Linked DNA regions of Gossypium hirsutum: region 1 is linked to region 2. A link is a contact called in public Hi-C data. All regions are on one chromosome and are shown on one strand. The core of a region is the stretch at or near the end of the contact, and the rest is flanking DNA. Distances in the headings are between cores, read along the strand shown.

Region 1 (6,078 bases), core at 1,026-3,525, 150 kb before region 2:
GAAACCACAGCACAACCAAGGAAGCCATTGAAGTGGGGAACTCCGCTGGTGCTTATCGCATCGTCCTAACCCATTTCAGCCAAAGATACCCGAAAATTCCTGTATTTGATGAGACACACATGCACAAGACATGCATTGCTTTCGACATGATGAGTATTAACATAGCAGATTTGCCAGTGCTTCCCAAAGTTCTTCCATATCTTAAATTGCTTTTCAGAAATGAGGTAGCAGTTGATGAGTCGGATGATATCCTAGATGCTTTGGTGTAAGCTTCTTGACATATAATGAATTAATTGTTTTACCATTTCCATATTTCTCTCATAATTTAAGAAGACCTTACATTGTTCATACCACTACCAGTTTTTAATTGTTTTAAGCTTGTCCATCTCAGTTTGTAACCCTGGTGTCAAAGAGGAGCTGCCTGGGAAACAAATAGTAGCAAGTGTAAAAGATTGTGCCAATGATCTTTTAGTGATTGGTTAGTACTGAAGGAAGAAACTATAGAAGGAGAATATTACATAATCAAATTGGTAATATTCCAACACTGAAAAATCTGAGTAGTTGAGTAAAGTTTAAGCTTCTAATGGATGAATCATGAATTGTCTTTTGTCTCTCTTGGGGTTTCTATCTTACACTAATAATTAAATAGAAATACAATAGCCATATGGTTTGGTCAAACACCACCATATTATTATTGGTTCTAAGATCATCATTAAATTAGGCTCATAAACTAATTGAGGATTGAGACAGGGACCTAAAACAGATAAAATTAATAGCGGTACATTTAACTTCACCCGTTTGGACAAAATTAGACCAAATAAAATATGGAAAACGCTCTGTTTATTCCACTATTTAAATTGGTTGTTGAATCCCAATCCTCTTTCTCACCAGGACCAGCAATAAAATCTATAAATTTAAAGAGATTAGATCCATGGTTTAGAAGTTTAAATATCAGAATCAGCACTTTGGTGATTGTAAGGATGGTCATAAACCCCTAATTTCCCATTTATAGTTTCAATTTTCAGTTCATATATGGAGAAAAAGAGGGTAAAAAGAGCAGACTCAGTTTGGTGGGTAGGAGAGGACAACTACAAAGCAATCTAATTAAAGAAAGAGGCCACACTGTTGGAATTGCTTGTACGAAGGGGGTTTTATTGAAAAGGGAATGAAAAAATAAGTTTGTTACGAGAAGGTAGGTTAAGATTTTCTGTAATCAATACTTTTTTCGCTTTAATTTTAAATTTTTAAAAATGAAATTTTTAAATTTTGGCTCTTCATAATTTATAAAATTTTAAGTTAATATATGATAAAATTATATTTGGGCCCATAAAAATTGACAAGGTTTTGATTTAATCTTTTAAAATATTATAAAGATATAGATTATTAAAATGGTAAAATTGCATTTTAACTCTCATAAAAATTGACAACTTAATTCGACTTCCCAAAACATTTAATCTCGCCTAATTTAAAAATTAAATTCTAATTAATAACACTATAAATTAACTTCTGTTAAAATTAGATATGCTTTATCAATTAAATTTTTATTTTTAAATATTAAAATATCACATATTCAAATTCAAGAGATATCATTGATGATCAAATCCACATCAGAAGATAACAATGATACATGGCTGTTTTCAAATTGTGCAAATTATATTTTAAATAGCTCAAGTTTAATTTTAATGTTGAGTTTGGTATTTGAGGTTTTTCTTTTCTTTTGTGTTTTGTGCGTGTTCTAATTAGGTAAATGTAATTTAGGCCTTTTATAATTTATAAAATTTTAAATTAGTAATGGTAAAATTATACTTTGGACATCATAAAAAATATAAACTATTAAAATGATGAAATTATATTTTTACTATAATAAAAATATATAATTTTATTCTACCCCACCCCCAAAATTTTAGGCTTCGTCAATGCATACATGTCAAACATTCATTGAGTTGTTTAATTTAAGTACCAAATTAAATATTAAAACCAAACTCAAAGACTAATTTAAATTTAAAAAACTCAAATACCAAATAACATATTAACTCTTCTATATACTAAACCTTCCTCTCCTTTCATACACGAACTTAAAGCTAAGCGTGCCCCACAAGTTAAACAAACCTCTTTACTATTTTAGTCCTTCAACTTTAAGTAAATAGATGACCAGAGTATATTTATATTAATATTGTTAGAACGCAAAATCAATGAATAAAATACAAGACAAAACAGTGACTGCTCCTTCAACTCAAACCACATAAATAATTATAATAATCATCTACCATGGGGGTGATTGATAAAAACAACAACATTGGTGTCCAAAAATAAGACAAATGTCTCTCCTACTTACCCCAACCAAACTCTTCTTCATTTTGTATTGAACACCATTTAGCAGTAAAACTGGAATAACCCCAAATCAACGGTCAACAAACAGTATAAATAACATTTCTTCATTTTGTAGACAAAGAGAGCAAAGCATTCAAAGTCTCTGTCTTTACCGTTGATAGAATTTGTATCCAAGCCACAATAAATGTCACTTAATTTTAGTTGGCTGCCTCTGAATCTGAATTAAGCAGCTCTCAACACATTTGTTTAATGTTTTTTTTATATGCATTTATAACCTACTTCTTCTAACTCTTTATTTTTCTCCTCTTTCTTCTTATCTCTTTTTCCAACGAATTCTAAATGTAAATAATGAAATCTTGAAGCTGAAAGGTTTTTGCCGTATACAAATTTTTGCTCACTGAAAAAAAACCCATCTTTCCTGGGAAATCTCTTGACTTTCTTCAACTTTCCTAGCAGAAATGATCCTTTAGCTTTCTGGGTTGTGTTAAAAACAAACTTGTTTTGAGGTGTTGTGAAGAATGGGTAATATCATTTACAGGAGAAAGAAGGATAGCAAAGAAAATAATGGATCAAGAAGTAGGAGAATTGGGGGAAGGTCTCAGAGGAAAATGGCTGCAGAAGAAGAGCTTTTGCATAGACAAGCTTTGTCTATGGCTCTTCATCAGCACCAATTGTCTCAGAGATTTGATGGATCCATGTCCAGGAGAATTGGCTCTACCAGCTCTAGAAGACACACTGATCCATTAGCTAATAATGAAAATAAGGTAGTTCTTTTTTTTACTATTAATTATTATTGAATACCGATATTAAGTTACTTGGTGTGTTTCCAGCTTTTCATCTCTAATCATTGTGTTAATTACTGTTTTAGTTGACTGGATCTATGCTGAAAAAGTGAGGTTTTAATGATTGATTGTAGAACAAGAGTAAAATTTTGAGAGAAAAAAAAGATGCTAATCATGGTCCACTTCTTTTGCTTTTTCATTGAAAAAGGGAAAATATTTAACCGATTCACTGTGCTTTGAGCTTTATATCTTCAAAGTAGATTCCAAGTCTCTAATACAATTTAGTTTGAGAAGATAAAGATAGCTTCTTCTTTTTTTTTCTGCTTTATTTTATTTTAATCCAAATTCAAAGTTTAAAAAAGAGGTCTTTTGTTATGGTCAATTTAAAGGCAATCTGGAAACCATTCTTTATTTCTATTTGTGGAACATGCTCTCCTTGAAAGCTTGTGAAAAAGGTCAGTGATAAACTTAATGAAAGCTAAGTGATTTGTGATACTATTTTCATGTTATTTGCAGGTGGTGGAATCTCTTGAAAATATCAAGTTTAGAAGAGTTGTTCTGATACATGGAGAAGGGTTTGGAGCATGGTGTTGGTATAAAACAATTGCTCAGTTGGAGGAAGTGGGTCTTTTACCTACTGCGATGGATCTGACCGGTTCCGGTATTGATCTGACAGATACAAACACTGTCACTACATTAGCTGAATATTCAAAACCATTGATTCAATATCTAGAGGCCCTTCCCGAAGACGAGAAGGTAAGTGAGCATATTTGATATTCTCATGCATTTTATTCATCTGTTATGTTAATAATTTTGATTTCATGAACTATATGAAGGTTATTTTGGTGGGTCATAGCAGTGGAGGTGCTTGCCTTTCTTATGCATTGGAAAATTTCCCAGAAAAGATCTCCAAAGCAATCTTCCTTTGTGCTACAATGGTGTCTAATGGTCAGAGACCTTTCGATGTGTTTGCAGAAGAGGTATTTTTATCGATGCCTTGTTGCCGTTTCTTGTACATCAAGTAATTACATTAAGTCTATGTTACTTCAACTCTTCATTTTGTTGCAGCTTGGTTCTGCTGAACGTTTCATGCAAGAGTCAGAGTTTTTGATTTATGGAAACGGAAAAGATGAGCCACCTACAGGGTTCATGTTCGAGAAACAGCTAATGAAAGGGTTATATTTCAACCAATCGCCAACAAAGGTACTTTTACAGCCTTACAGGTCAAGAACATCATATCAGTGAACCTCGTAAATTTTGAATATCCATTTTTTTTCCCTTTACAGGATCTCCACCATTCTGTAAGCTAGATGTTTAGGATTTATTGTCCTGTTTATTCATTTGTGGCAACAGAACAACAGTGATCGAAGTTGTATTGGAAATAAGAGCACCATAAAATTAAATGTTTGAAGCTTTAGCTATGAAGTATGCATATTATGGCCATTTTTGGGCCAATCAATGTTGTATACGTCACTTCTGTTATTTGGTGTAGTCTTGCATTATGGTTAATGAAATCAAGTGCTGCAATCGTTTGCATGGACAACGTAACATGAAAGGAGTTATATCATTAGACTTTTTGAACAAGAGGCTACGAATATGATGTATGTCAAAACTCAAGATACCGTAGTTTCTGATGATTCGTGTTGGTTATTGGTGAATATTATATTGCATTTTAACATGTTAATACCATGCTCGAGTCTAAATGTTGTGTGCATTTATAGAATCATATTATTCTAACATGATATTTGGTTTCTATTCCAGGATGTAGCTTTGGCCATGGTTACCATGAGACCTACTCCACTGGGTCCTATAATGGAGAAACTGTCACTGTCCCCCGAGAAGTACGGAAGCGGACAGCGGTTCTACATTCAGACATTGGATGACCGAGCTCTTTCACCGGATGTGCAAGAGAAACTAGTAAGAGAGAACCCACCAGAAGGAGTTTACAAGATTAAAGGGAGTGATCACTGCCCATTCTTCTCAAAGCCTCAGTCGCTTCACAAAATTTTAGTAGAAATTGTTCAGATTCCTTAGCTTAATTTCAATAAAGAAGAGAAAAGAAAAGGGACCATATTCTTTAACCTTTATTTCTATTTGTCTCACAGAACACAACTGTTGGTTCATTGTACGGCTCTTAAACTGTCATATGCCGTTCTTGTATGTACAACTACCTTTCTGTAATTATTTTTTTTCTTGCAGTAAAGAGAAAAGCTGTTATACACTTGCATCCTTGTAATTTACATTTTCTTCTAGCAATGCATTGGCTTCTTTTTTATTAAGAACCAATTAAGTACTACCTTAGTTGCTGTAAGTTGGAAGTTGTAGGTTATGCTTCAGCCTATAATATCATAAGACTTGGAGGGGTTTAGGAAATGTACCAAAAAAGTTATTAAGGTATTGAAGGACCTTGTACTATGCAATATTTACGAATTTAGGCCATTACTATAATTTGATATTTCTAATCCTCTGCTTTTCGAAATATGAATTTTCAATTTCGAGATCAACTTTTTTCTGATAATATTGTCAAATAGACTTGCATTTTAGAACATAAGATAATACAACATATGAAAATAAGAAATATCCACTTATGGAAGATCCAGCTCCAGCCCATAGCTAAGGTCAGCATGGTTCATGGCAAAAGTAAACTTCTAAGCACCTTGGATCATACAACAACACCACCACCGATAATTTATCATCATTATTCTTTGATCCACACTTCTTTCCAAATGTAGACCACACACGATTGCTTGCTGATGCATGCTCTTTCCAGTCTAATAAGGTAATTAATCTAGCACCAGGTAAGGACTATTCAAGAACATGTTATGTAACAGACCCATCATTCTTCATATTATGAGCTGCTGGATGCTGATCAAAATGTCTATTGGAACCTGCTGAATGGTATCATCGATATGACATTCTAGGAATACTGCACGTGACATCAATACTGAATCAATCCATTACAGAT
Region 2 (6,387 bases), core at 899-3,398:
ATTAAAACAAGCACAGTAAGACACAGGAGCCTGCTACTTTATATCATAAAATACAAAACCGGTACAAGAATCTTACAAGTTCACCATTACAAAGGACCCTATAGTTGAGAAATGTTTCAACATCGTACCTGAAAGCCAAAGAAATATTAGTCACGTGCACTAGTTTAAGCCGCAAGGACCTTCATAAGATCTTAAAATAGTTTGGGTTTTGTCCTCATACTATTAAAATAAAGATTCAATAGAATTACAATGTCTATATGTCCAGCCAAAAATTTGGAAGGCCAATCCAATATCTATATCACACATTGGATCCTAAGTGCACCTCGTCCACAAATACAAGCCGCTATATCACTTCATTTCTTTACTATTTCCCGCTTTCTTAGTTTCTTTTCTATGCGTCTGGGAGATTAATCTTTACCATAAATGTCCATGATTCCACACAACTTGACTAATAAGGGGTGCTTTATTATTTTCCTATTTTGCACATCCTCTTAGCATTCTTGATAAATTAGATACCGAAATCCAATCTAAACCTGAAATTTCGAGTCAATAATTTACTTCAAGATATAATAGCGAAGGTGTAGGCTTATAATGGCTTCTCTGAAGGTTAGACAAAAAACATTTGAATGACTTTTGCATGCCTTCATCAATATAATCTTCCTCACCATGCATAATCTTTTGCTGATCTGGCTTCAAATGACAACTCCTTAAGGTCTTCAACTGTACCTGCATTAAAATGAATACAAGAAAATCCATACGGTTTCAATTTCAACCAGAAAATATAAGAACTTTGCAAGTTGGATAAAACACTACTTTTAAAATTTACGCTATTCATGGTAGTGATAATTGTAACCATCGGCTTCAATTGTATATGTATATATGGTTGCTTGGCCTTAGAAAAAAACCAACTTGAATGGTAGCTTCGGCTAGTTTGGTTGACATAATTCAGTCAAGAATGCAGGCTAATCATGATAGTAATCTCTGCTTCTAAACTGAGTTTGAAAGAAGGGCATTAACATCAGCCTAATTTATGACAAGTAGCGGTTAATCGATAATGGTTAAACAATCAGACATTCATTTCATTGCTTTTCGCTATGCAAGTTTTAAAATATTCCTTTTAGCACTTGTAAAACTTCAAACTTTATGAAAGTGACATCTTGATGTAGCAGCTAGCAAGTAAAGCTAGACAAAGCTAGGTCATATAGGATGAATCAAGCAACAATTCCCTAGTAACCATAAGATATTTACCGATAAATTAGACTAAAACAATGTAAACTATGATGCCAACAAGTAAACCTTTTCGCTTTTGCATGACCTCTAGCGGTTTGCTTGAATCTTCACCAGAAAGATCAACAAATAGCTTTAAGGCCATTGCTGATGACTCTTGCTGAGTTTGTACCTCCATTTGTTTTTCTTGGAAAAAAAGTTGGACCTAAAAGACAAAGAGAGAGAGAGAGAGAGAGAGAGAGAGAGAGAGAGAGAGAGAGAGAGAGAAAAGATTTGTGAATGCCATTATGAACTTAACATGAAATCCGTAGGTACAATGAAATAAAACAAACCTGTTGCCATGTTATAGTAGATTTTCCAAGACGGTTTGAAGAGCAACTGTAAGAACAAAAAAACCCGAAGTAAGGAAAAAAATAATAATCTTTTTATTTATAAAATAGAAAAAATCACCTGAATCTGGTAGCTAGATTGTTGCAGAATTCCTCATTAAGCGTTTCATCTCCTATTGCCTTGTACTTGTTCTCCATTTCCAGAACCTTTTAATCAGAGGGGAAAAAATGAGGATGTTTGGGAGATTAAAGAGAGAAAATCAAGAGGTACAATACAAAAGGGGAATTCAAAGAGAGGAAGGCGTTTCCATTTATGTGATGATCAAAACAGAAAGATTAAGCATAGGTAGAGAGGGAATTGAGGGTGGTCAAGAAGTTAGAAAAAAGGAGGGGAAATGAAGAGGCAGAAGAGAGAGAATTACTTACCTCAGCTAAGGTGAATTCAGAAAGGGAATCCCATGAATCGTTGTCCACCATGTCTGACCAAAATCTGAAAAATCTTTGCCGTCGACACGACAGACACAGAATCTTCAAAAGTAACTTGGGTTTTGTTTTGAGGTTTATTACTACTATTATTATTATGTAATATGTCGGGGGTTTTGAATTTTATTGCTATCTTTTCAGCGAGTATCGACACTCAAACCTGGCCCAACCCAATTCTTTTCCATTGATTTTTTCTTTTTTTAATTTTTTAATCAAGTATGGAGTCCACCATCTCTTGCTTCTTTCAAGCTGAACATTGATGGTCTTCAGGATTGGCATTTTCGGCAGCAATAACAAAAGATGAATACGGTAGATGGATGTGAAGATAGGATATGGTAAATATGGTAATTGAGATAGACTATATTCTAACTATCAAGGAGATTCAGGGAGACATCAATACTAAGTGGAACAGATATTTAATTTCAAGAATTTAAAAGTTATGCATGTGGAAATTAAATAGATATCAAAGATGCGAATTTTACTCTTTATAGTTTGATCGGATTGATGAAAGGAATTATCCATTGATCCCAAAATGTTCCATGTAGCTCATTCAAGGGTTGCTGACCAGATACGATTAGATAGACGACTCTTGATATATAATTTTGCTAATACTAATATTATTTTGTTATTGATGCACTTTTATTTTTTTTTGTCAAAAAAAATCATAAACTTTGTTGAATTTCATAATTGTGATTCAACCACCCTCAATTGAGATTTTTTTTTTTTGCAAATTAAGCCTATTTATTTAGAATACCATTAAATTAAAAAAAATTATATTTTCGACGCTCTTAATTTTAGAAAGTTATAGAGTAAACCCTAGCAAATGGCACGAACAAGCATCCATCAATAGTAAAGAAGAAATTAGCTGAGACCACTCTTTACAAACTATCCCACAAAGCATCACTACTTCCAATTATCTTCTTTGAAAGTGTGTTGTAATATTTGTGAGGACGATTTATAGTTTAATTCATATGTAAAACTTACAAATGGTAACAAATTTATTAGTAATTATTTGTACACATCCATGACTTGTAAGTAGGTAAAAGATTATTCTATAATAAAAATATTATAACTTGTAACTTGGCTCAACCGGCCAAGTTAATCAATAAGGATGTTCCAATAAAAGACGGTCTATACACCTTGAGAGAAGGGCACTTTGGTTTGGGTGGTGAGTTGTGGATGTAGGTCAAAGCAACTCAACCACCTTCAAATATTTTTTGGAATGCTTGTTTTGGGTTTACCATGTTGTTCTCTAACGTATTAACATCCATTTATTTTCTAGGCACATCCCAAAGGAGAGGTCTTCGCATCTCAATTTAGCAAGGTCATACCAGGACATTTTCCATTGGCTAAAAGTAAATAAGATTTAAAATCTGTGGCAAAAATTGAAGTATATATATTATCAAGATGTGTAGTCTCTTCATTGCTTGATGGATGATGACTCTTAACAGCATTAGAATTTGTTGTAAACAAAGACTAAAATATGGTAAACAAGTGTCAAAACGATTGCAGCAATAGCCTGTTGGCTGAGTGAAATAGTGTTCTTCCCCTTTTGTGGATCAACCTTGGTGGTGTTGGTGGTGCTTGGAGGAGAGTAAAGGAATGCCATTGAAATGCAGTCTTCTTCCTCTCCTTTATAGATGGGCCTCCCAATTACATGCTTGAATTGTCCACCACTTAATGCCTGTACCAGCAGCAACAGAAATTTATGTAGTAATGAGTATGGACTAATATTTCATATTTTTACATTTACAGGAGAGCAGAGATATGACACACTGATTGCTCATCATTTCCTCCATTCAGTTTCCACCATATCATGATATCAAACCCACATAGCTGTCATTGCTAATGTGTTACATTATCTAGCATTATGTTGTCCCATAAAGCAGATACATAATATATAATTTTTTGTCATCAGCACCTACCAAAAGACCCAAACTCGCTGGGTGACCGCATGAACCAGTTGAGTTTAGCTAATCGGTCCTTTAGTTTGAAGTTAATTGGCAAAAACGAAAAGCAGCAACCACATAAAAGGCCAAAGCAATCTTAGAAAGTATGTAAAAGTTACCTGAGTTTGATCCCCAACTGTTATGACCAAGGCATCTTTATCAGGGCAGAAAGATACCCAACCTTTCTTTGAATACACATGAAACTCAGAAGATCCATCACACACATGCAAACACAAGGCATGTGAATAATCAAACCCTCTTATTAGCATTCTGATCACATCATACCTTAGAGATCCACTGCATTTCTCAGCTGACATATTCCGGCTATGCTTGTACACATAACATCCAGACCCAATGCCACCTTGCCCTTGCTTCATATCATTTTCATAGTCTGTTTTTGGTGGCAAATTTTGCCTGATGGCCATCAGAATTTTCTCAGCCACTTTCTCAATGTCACACAGTAGACTCTCCATCTTCTCACTGAATATGTTGAAAAGAACAACGTCCCAAATATTTTGTATATTAAATACGGCCAAAACTAAATGATAAAACAGCAAAAGACAAGCATTGTTTGTCGTTACCTGAAATTGGAGTAGCCAACAGGCCAAATCGCCTCCATTTCCAACTTCAAGCCTGCACCTCTACACCACACAAACTCTTCACTCACTTTGCCTTCACCTTCTTCTTCTTTTTCCCCATGAGCTTCCTCGAAGCCGTATAACTTCTCTGGTGGTGACCTTGTTACTGCCCTTCGTTTCTCCGGTGGTAGCTGAAAAATGCCAGCAGCAGCTGCCAGGGCTGACCGTATACATTCTCCCTCAATTCCATAATTCACCAACTGAAAGCACCCGATTCTTGCTATGGAATCCAAAATCTTGGAAAAAATCTTGGAAAGAGAGTCGCTTTCCATGGAACTCAACAGCTGGAAATCAATCTTGGGTGGGTTTTCAATGAAGTTCTGCCTAGGGAACACCTTGTCAGGCAAAACCAAATCAGGGACACGTAGAGAATGTTCAAGGAATTCAGAGAGAACATCCTCATTGGTGACGCAGGACCTGCGGCCACTAGCGATCGGAGATGGCGGCGGTGCACGGAAATCGAAGGGCTTTTCAGGCATGGATTCAGGTGACAATGCCATGAGAAAATGTAAACAAGTATAAATAACAGAGGATCACACAAGAAGAGAAATGTTGTTTGATTCTTTTGATAAACAGCTTAGTTTAGTTGTCAGTGTCTGGAATAAGAAATATATTTTGGTTGATGGTACATGGTTAAAGAAAAAGTGAAGTGGAAACACAATGATGGCTTGTGATGGGGGCATTGCATACAGTTGGAAAATCATCACAAACATTGTTAGCTTTTTCTCCTCCGCTGCTCAACTCTTTTTATTTTGCATCTTCACAACAAGATTTGCCTTTTCGCATTTGTGACTCATTGCACGCTTTGCTTCCAATGCCTTTTTCTAAAGGGCTAAATAGGCTCAGCTTGCTTCAAATTTTTACATTTCTATCCAATTAGCTACTTGGTTCAATTTGATAACTCAAATTTCTTTTCATCCAATTAGGCACTTCAGCTTCGCTTCTTGGCCTAAAATGGCACATAAATTTAACTTTTTGGTCTAAATTAGTATTTCCGGTAATTGAACTATGAAGTCAAGTTTAGGTACTAATTTGAACAAAAAAGTCAAGCTTAAGTTTCAAATTGAACCTTGAGGCCAAGTTTAGATACTTAATTAGATAAAAAAAATCCTTAGGTACTAATTTAAACTTTAAAGTCAATTTCAAGTACCAAAATATATATTAATTCTTCTAAACCAATACATATTTCTTTTGAAATTCACCTTAAAGTTTCTTTTTGATGAGAATAAAATTAATTATTATAGTCATGAAATTTAGGTGAAATTAAATTAAATTAAAATTAAGTTTATATATAATAAAAATATAAAAAAAGGAAACCATTTATATATTAAATAATAAATATAAACATAATAAAAGTTTTTTATACTTATTGGATTTTAATATAAAAACAATTCTTATATATAATAACCTAATTAATAATATATATTTTTCTTATAACTGCTCAATTTATATTTATATTATACAATATATGTAATATTTATAAAAATCCACTTTCAAACGAAAAGAGGTTTAAAAAAAAATACTTCCATTGGCATGACTTTTGCCCCCGCTGGCATGTTATTGTTATCCTCCACCAGAATACCAAAGCTGTGGTGAGATTAACACTTCCAAACAATTTCCGCCATTTGCTATCCAAATACTGGGAAATAATTATATGAAATAAACACATCATATCATTTTGTATTTTTTATCAATCATTTAATGTTATTTTAGTATTTTTTTCAACACATCATTTTAGTAATCCTGGATTCCGAATCCTGA

What was found. Hi-C and Micro-C count contacts between places; a contact is called where the count stands out from the background.
Region 1: a Hi-C map of leaf shows a contact between it and region 2, with 2.4 times the contacts expected there. The contact joins the promoter of LOC107913894 here to the promoter of LOC107913879 in region 2. A contact is called at or near these places in 2 of 34 Hi-C or Micro-C datasets (both in leaf).

The regions. Positions count from the first base shown.
Region 1 is chrD10:7,326,689-7,332,766 of Gossypium_hirsutum_v2.1, reverse strand. It overlaps LOC107913894 (putative methylesterase 14, chloroplastic), which reads left to right and starts at 2,275. Exons shown (of 5, transcript XM_016842560.2): 1 at 2,275-3,095; 2 at 3,630-3,869; 3 at 3,950-4,093; 4 at 4,182-4,316; 5 at 4,875-5,334. The coding sequence starts at 2,850. The coding sequence ends at 5,147. LOC107913895 (tRNase Z TRZ3, mitochondrial) reads left to right here. Exons shown (of 13, transcript XM_016842561.2): 12 at 1-265; 13 at 392-678. The coding sequence ends at 398.
Region 2 is chrD10:7,176,161-7,182,547 of Gossypium_hirsutum_v2.1, reverse strand. LOC107913879 (protein SAWADEE HOMEODOMAIN HOMOLOG 1) reads right to left here and starts at 2,148. Exons shown (of 9, transcript XM_016842547.2): 1 at 1,983-2,148; 2 at 1,678-1,763; 3 at 1,560-1,605; 4 at 1,297-1,432; 5 at 666-726; 6 at 77-128. The coding sequence starts at 2,033. LOC107914551 (flavanone 3-dioxygenase 2) reads right to left here and starts at 5,404. Exons shown (of 3, transcript XM_016843492.2): 1 at 4,570-5,404; 2 at 4,108-4,468; 3 at 3,414-3,723. The coding sequence starts at 5,126. The coding sequence ends at 3,493.